Regions from separate parts of the Mus musculus genome. Here region 1 is linked to region 2. Evidence: chromatin contacts called from public promoter capture Hi-C data. All regions are on one chromosome and are shown on one strand. The core of a region is the stretch at or near the end of the contact, and the rest is flanking DNA. Distances in the headings are between cores, read along the strand shown. Region 1 holds the start of Sim1 (single-minded family bHLH transcription factor 1). Region 2 holds the start of Nr2e1 (nuclear receptor subfamily 2, group E, member 1).

What was found. Promoter capture Hi-C pulls out the DNA fragments that hold promoters and counts their contacts.
Region 1: a contact with region 2 is called in a promoter capture Hi-C map of second pharyngeal arch cranial neural crest. The contact joins the promoter of Sim1 here to the promoter of Nr2e1 in region 2. A contact is called at or near these places in 5 of 39 promoter capture datasets (cranial neural crest, frontonasal cranial neural crest, hippocampal neurons and 2 more) and 8 of 484 Hi-C or Micro-C datasets (cerebellum, embryonic ectoderm, embryonic stem cells and 1 more).

The regions. Positions count from the first base shown.
Region 1 is chr10:50,894,272-50,897,045 of GRCm38.p6, forward strand. It overlaps Sim1 (single-minded family bHLH transcription factor 1), which reads left to right and starts at 1,380. Exons shown (of 11, transcript NM_011376.3): 1 at 1,380-1,800. The coding sequence starts at 1,626. It overlaps A230054N11Rik (a long non-coding RNA gene), which reads right to left and starts at 263. Exons shown (of 2, transcript XR_871640.2): 1 at 1-263.
Region 2 is chr10:42,582,285-42,584,984 of GRCm38.p6, forward strand. Nr2e1 (nuclear receptor subfamily 2, group E, member 1) reads right to left here and starts at 1,306. Exons shown (of 9, transcript NM_152229.3): 1 at 598-1,306. The coding sequence starts at 622. Gm38491 (predicted gene, 38491) reads left to right here and starts at 1,508. Exons shown (of 2, transcript NR_169130.1): 1 at 1,508-1,582; 2 at 1,696-2,700.

The DNA of each region.
Region 1 (2,774 bases), core at 130-2,629, 8.3 Mb after region 2:
CGTGAGGCGCGCAGCCGTGGGGAAATCCTGGCCACTGTCTGGGATGCTATTCGCACGCGTTCCTGGAGCCTCGGCTAGCCAGCCCCCGCAAGGCCGCACGCTGTGCGCAGACACCCGAGTCTAGGGAGCGCGAGTGTCACTCGGCACGCCGAAGACCTCGGGGTTTGGAGCGGCGGCGGCAGCGGGGCAGCGGCGACCCCGCGCCCGGGGCTCATTAGGAGCGGAGCTGCCAGGCTCACTGTAGGACCCGAGCCGCGAGCCCAGTCGCGTGGGGGGGGGGGGGGAGGAGGAGCAGGGAGCATGCTCGTCACTCACCCCGATTGGCCAATGAGCGCCGCGTCTTGGTTGCCTATGACCAATAGGAAGAGAGAAAATTTGTGAGTGGCGTTTGAGAAGGGCGGGAGAAAGGGAACCTGGGAGCGAAGTTGAAGCTAAACCCGGTAAGCTATAAAGAAGTTACAGGGGGGCGCTTTGGGCTCCCAATTAGGAACAGTACCGGCTCCCAACACTACGGAGGACTCGGACTCGGAAAACACCTCTCCTGTCCCCAGCCTGTGTTCTCCTCCCGCTGCTACCTACCCCTCCCCCATTCATGCCCATGGGAAGGTGGCCCAGGCACACTCTGCGGGCTGCGGGTGACAGCCGGGAGGCTGCCGCTGAGGCTCCGCAAGCGCGCAGGCTTGAAAGCAGTTAGGGGGCGGGAGCCTTAGCAGCCTCCGCGGCTCTCGAGGACGTAAGGTAGGTGAGGAGCCAAGAGCTCCAGGTGATGCCTACGAGGGGCTGTCGCGCGTGCCACCTGTTAACTCTGCGCTGCGGTGCCCTGTGTGCAACTGCGGGAGTCCCCGGGGGTTTGATGCATAAGCAGCACTTCTCCAGGAACCCCTCAGACGTGAACCCCGCCGGGGAGAGGCAGCCGGAGTCCGGGGCAGTGGAGGAATTCTGCACGGCTGGATAGCCTGGCTTGGCGCGCACGGCCGGCCGAGCTCTCCGCAGACGCGCATTTAGCCGTCGGTGCTACATCCCGGCCGCGGCGAGCGGAAGCCCAGCCTGTCCCGGGACCGACCTGCCCAAGTTTTAAATACCCAGGGCTGTGACGAGCAGAGTATGAGCGCAGAGGCCCTTTGGGGCCCGGTTGGCTGAATTATAGTGGGTTTGAGTTTAGCCACAGATGTCTTATTCCTTGGTGTTCTTGTCTTCGTAGTGATCTGAAAGAAGTTACCCGCGATTCCTGTTTCCTACAAACCAGCTCAGAACCAGAGGAGTTGGAAAACAAACGTCGGGTATTATTATGTCGATTTCCCAAGGACCCGGGTTCTTACCGCGGATCAGATGAAAAGGTTGGCTCCTCGGGAGTCCTTCCAGCATTTTATACTTAGAGTCCCAAAGGATTGCCCGGATTTGCCGTGAACCAGCAGCTTTCTTTTATACTTACACCTCACGTTTTCAAGAAAGTATTTTGTTTGCCGCATTGCCCTGTCCATCATTCGTGTCTTCCCGGAGCAAACTTCAGCCTCCTGTTTAAAGTTATGTTTTTACCGAGTGTGATCTCTAATTGAAAGTTAACTTTTGGTTTTGGATGAGTCTGTGGAGTTTACGTTGTAAGAAGAAAGGGAGCCCGAGACACGATGAAAGAAAAGTCTAAAAATGCTGCCCGAACGAGGAGGGAGAAAGAAAACAGTGAATTTTATGAACTGGCTAAATTACTGCCTTTACCCTCAGCCATCACCTCCCAACTGGACAAAGCATCCATCATCAGACTCACGACCAGCTATCTCAAAATGAGAGTGGTCTTTCCAGAAGGTAAGCGTCTGTGCCTAGATTGAATTTCGAAGGAGTAAACCTACCCCAGCAGCACAGAAATGTACTTGTGTTTACCGGCGTGGGTTACATTCTCTGAAAAGGGAAATTTAACCAAGCTATTTGATCAGTCAGCGCCAAAGGGCTTTCCCTGCCTTTCTTAGTCTTTCTCTTCTTCCCCGTATTTCTCTCTCCAACACATTCGATATATTTGGTTGGGAAATAACCCAATAGTGCTTTTATCAACATTTGGCTCAGTTGAAAGCACGGCTAATCCAAACATGACTTTCCTTTTTGTTCCTCTAGTCAGACATGTATCCAATAGAAATCAGGAGTACTGCCCAATTGCTTATTTTTGCTAGGTATAGATTAGATGTATAAACATAGTGCTAGGTAAGCTAGATAATAATTTATCAAAAGGGCCACAATTCCGCGAGGGCAGGCGTGTGTGTGCGAACAGTATGCCTGGACTCCGCCAGTCTCTTGGCTGTTTATAGTAAATTGGTTCTCATTTTTTAAGATGTCCAGAGATTCTTAAATCGGAGCTTTGTGAGTTGCATTTCTGGCCTTGGCGTTATCTGTAAAATCATAAATTTGTCTCAAAATAGTCAAGATTTGAGGAAAGTAGAGCAGACAGAAATGTATCCTCAGTGGTGGCTGACAAATCGAGACAAACTCTCATAGGGCCTAGAAGTTAGAATACCAGCAGCAGATAGGATTGTAAGTTGGAATTTCAGTTACTAATACTCATTGTGAGAGGAAGAGCGGACTTCCCAGAGCATAGTCTTGTGTGAACTCATATCTACTTAGTAGGAAACGTGAATACTCTCCAGGGAAGGAGCTCTTTGATCTCCCATTTGCTCACCCTTCCTCAACCAAATAACAAACAGAATAGAAAAATATTTTGTTAGGGGAGGAAGTTTTAAGAATGTAAAAGAATGATTACTAGACAAACAAAACTTCTAGAGAAAGAAGTT
Region 2 (2,700 bases), core at 56-2,555:
TAGGGATTTGGTCCTCTCTTTGCTAGACTGGCTCGCCATACTTTACATTCCCCAGTTATGACCTACGCGGATTTAGGATTAAGGAAAATGTGACTTTTAAATGGTTTCTGCTTCCCGGTTTTGCAGGATTATTTGAAATAGCTGGAAACGGAGTGCAAAGCATTCCATTCGAAATCCGCTTTTTGCAGAGTTGCTTTTGCGCGCTGCAAGCTCTGAGTTTTTGAGCGGCTGCGTTATTGTGCGGCCGCCTGGAGCTGCGGCCCAGTTCCCGCCCCTGGCTCACCCCTCCCACCTTCGGCACCTGCAGCTAAATAGAAACAGCAGGCTGGACCGGTGGGCTGCCACGGGTCGCAACCTTCCTGATACACCGGGGAGACCCGGAAGAGCTAGCATCCAGAAGCAACGAAATTGCTCTCCCAGTTGCACGAAACGCTCCAACGCAACAGTCTAAGAGAGCTAGGCCAACGGACATACAAGCCCGAGAGAGTATTACTCTGGGGCTCAAATTCAGAGCTCTCAGAAGGACCATCCCGGCCTCCCAGCCTGCCCTCCCCAGGCCACGCGCCAGGACCCCGCGGCTGCCCGAGCGGTACCCACTTGTTGATCCGGCGGGCTTGCTCATGCTGGCGGTCCCGGGGCGCAGCGGTTGGTGGGCACTGCCGGATTCCCGACCCACGGCGCCCACGTCGCCGCCGGCCGCCGCCGCTCTCCAGCCGCCCTCCAGCCTGCGAGGCTCCCGGGCGGGACAGACAGGTGGCTATTGGTTGTGCGCTGCCCTGCTCTCCCCGGCGCTCAGAATTCGTTCCACAGTGGAAATGTAAGCATCCTTAAGTTTCTTTCCCGGCTCTAGCAAAACTGCAGCTGCTGGGGATGCGGCTTGATGTGGACACAGTCTTGAACAGACAGATGGAGAGATGGACAGGCAGGCTGAAGAGGGAGGACAGCGCGAGGGGAATATGGAAGGACAGAGATGGAGACACGGAAATGGTCTTCCTACGGAGCAACGAAGGCGAACTTCCCCTCGTTCCCCATGCTTGGTACTGCTTCCAATCTCTCCCTCCACACAGGCGTGCAGAGTGGGCAGCTCTCTGCAGACTGCAGATCTTCTGTGGAAAGGCGAAAATCACAGCCGCAGTCTCAGAGGCAGATTAAGCTCCTCGCTGCCGGAGCCCCGGCGCCGAGAGGGGAAACTAGATTGCTGGGAGATCTTCCAAGGGGAGAGGTGGCCAGATCCGAGTTTCCGGGGACAGCCGCGCACGCAGCGGCGAAGGGTCCCCGAAGTTCATTACCCTGTGACTTTGTGCCTGTCGCTGCGGGCCGGGTCTCTGGTAATATCTCCAGTAGCGCTCTGACAGGCAGCCGCGGGGAGGGGAATAGGGCGTCCCTGGCCCACTTAGCTTTTCCCCCAACTCCTGGCGGGGTCTGACGTCAGCCATGTGCGGGGAGGAGATGGGAAGAGGGAGGGGGTTAAATGCTAATGATATTAATGAACCTCCAAGCGGCTTCCAAAGAAAATGCAAGCGCTCTCGGAGCTGACGAGTTGAGAGTGAATACGGGCAAGCGGCTCCGTGCGTGCGTGATGGTGAGGACGGAGCCGCTCTTGTAATAAAAAAAATATGAATTTTTATATTTCACGGGAAGGGAGGAGGGGAGGGGTGGTGGGGCTCTCTCAAAACGCTTTTCCCCTCTCTCCAGAATGCCAGACAGATAGATTCGTGGAAGATATTGGGTAGCTGTGTCTGTGTATGATTGTGTGCGCCCGGACATGGCCATGTGAGTTGGTTCATTGTTGGTCTCGCGCCCCTTCTGTTGGGTAAAACTTGGATCTGGCCCGAGGTGAGTAATTTATTCATTTTGCAACTATCTATGGAAAGCCAGAGCTGAGGTCGCGGTGCGCGGTCTTGGGGACTGGGCTGGGATCTTGCGGTCCCTCGGCCTCGGCGTGACGGCTTTGGGCACCGCCGCGGGGAGGGCTTCGCCAGCTTCTTGCAAACAAAACCGGCCAACCCGGAGCTGGCGGCGTCCCTCTCGCCTCCATTGCGTGTACTGAGCAGCTGAGAGGCAAAGCCTCAAAGCCTTCCCTCCTGCGGTTGGTCCCCAGCGGGCGTCGCTGGCTTACCCCTGCAGGCCTGGGGACTCTGGAGAGCTCCGCCACCTTCCTCCCCAGCCGGGTCGCCTACCCGAAATCCTAGAGCTCTCTGGCATCTTGGTCGTGGCGCGGCGCGGGGACAGCGCGCGCCGAGGGAGCCTTGATCTCCGATCTCTAAGAGATTAATTCTATTTAAGCTCCCTCCGCCGCTTGAACTTGTCGAACAAGAGCTTGCCAGCCTCTCCTCGGGGCGTGGGCCCGGCCGGGGGTCAGAGGTCGCGCCTCCAGCTCTCCAGACCGAATTGGAGGCTGGGGGCTGGCGAGCTGTGGACAGCGCTCCTCCTGGTCGCTAGCCCACCCTTCCCGCAGCTCCCTCCTCACCTGGCCGCAGTGCCTGTTGGAGTCTCCCGTGTGACTGCCTGGCCCTGCAGATCCAAGGACCGGGTCCCAACTCGAAAGGGCTGTATGCTCCTGTCTCAGGCCTCAGCACGTGAAAGCAACTTTTCCCGGATTGCCCGAGCCTGGGAGGCAAGGAACCAAGAGCAGCACACACAGCAACTACCAGGCTTAGGGCCAGGCCACTTGGAACAACCGAGAGGCGGGTGATCGTG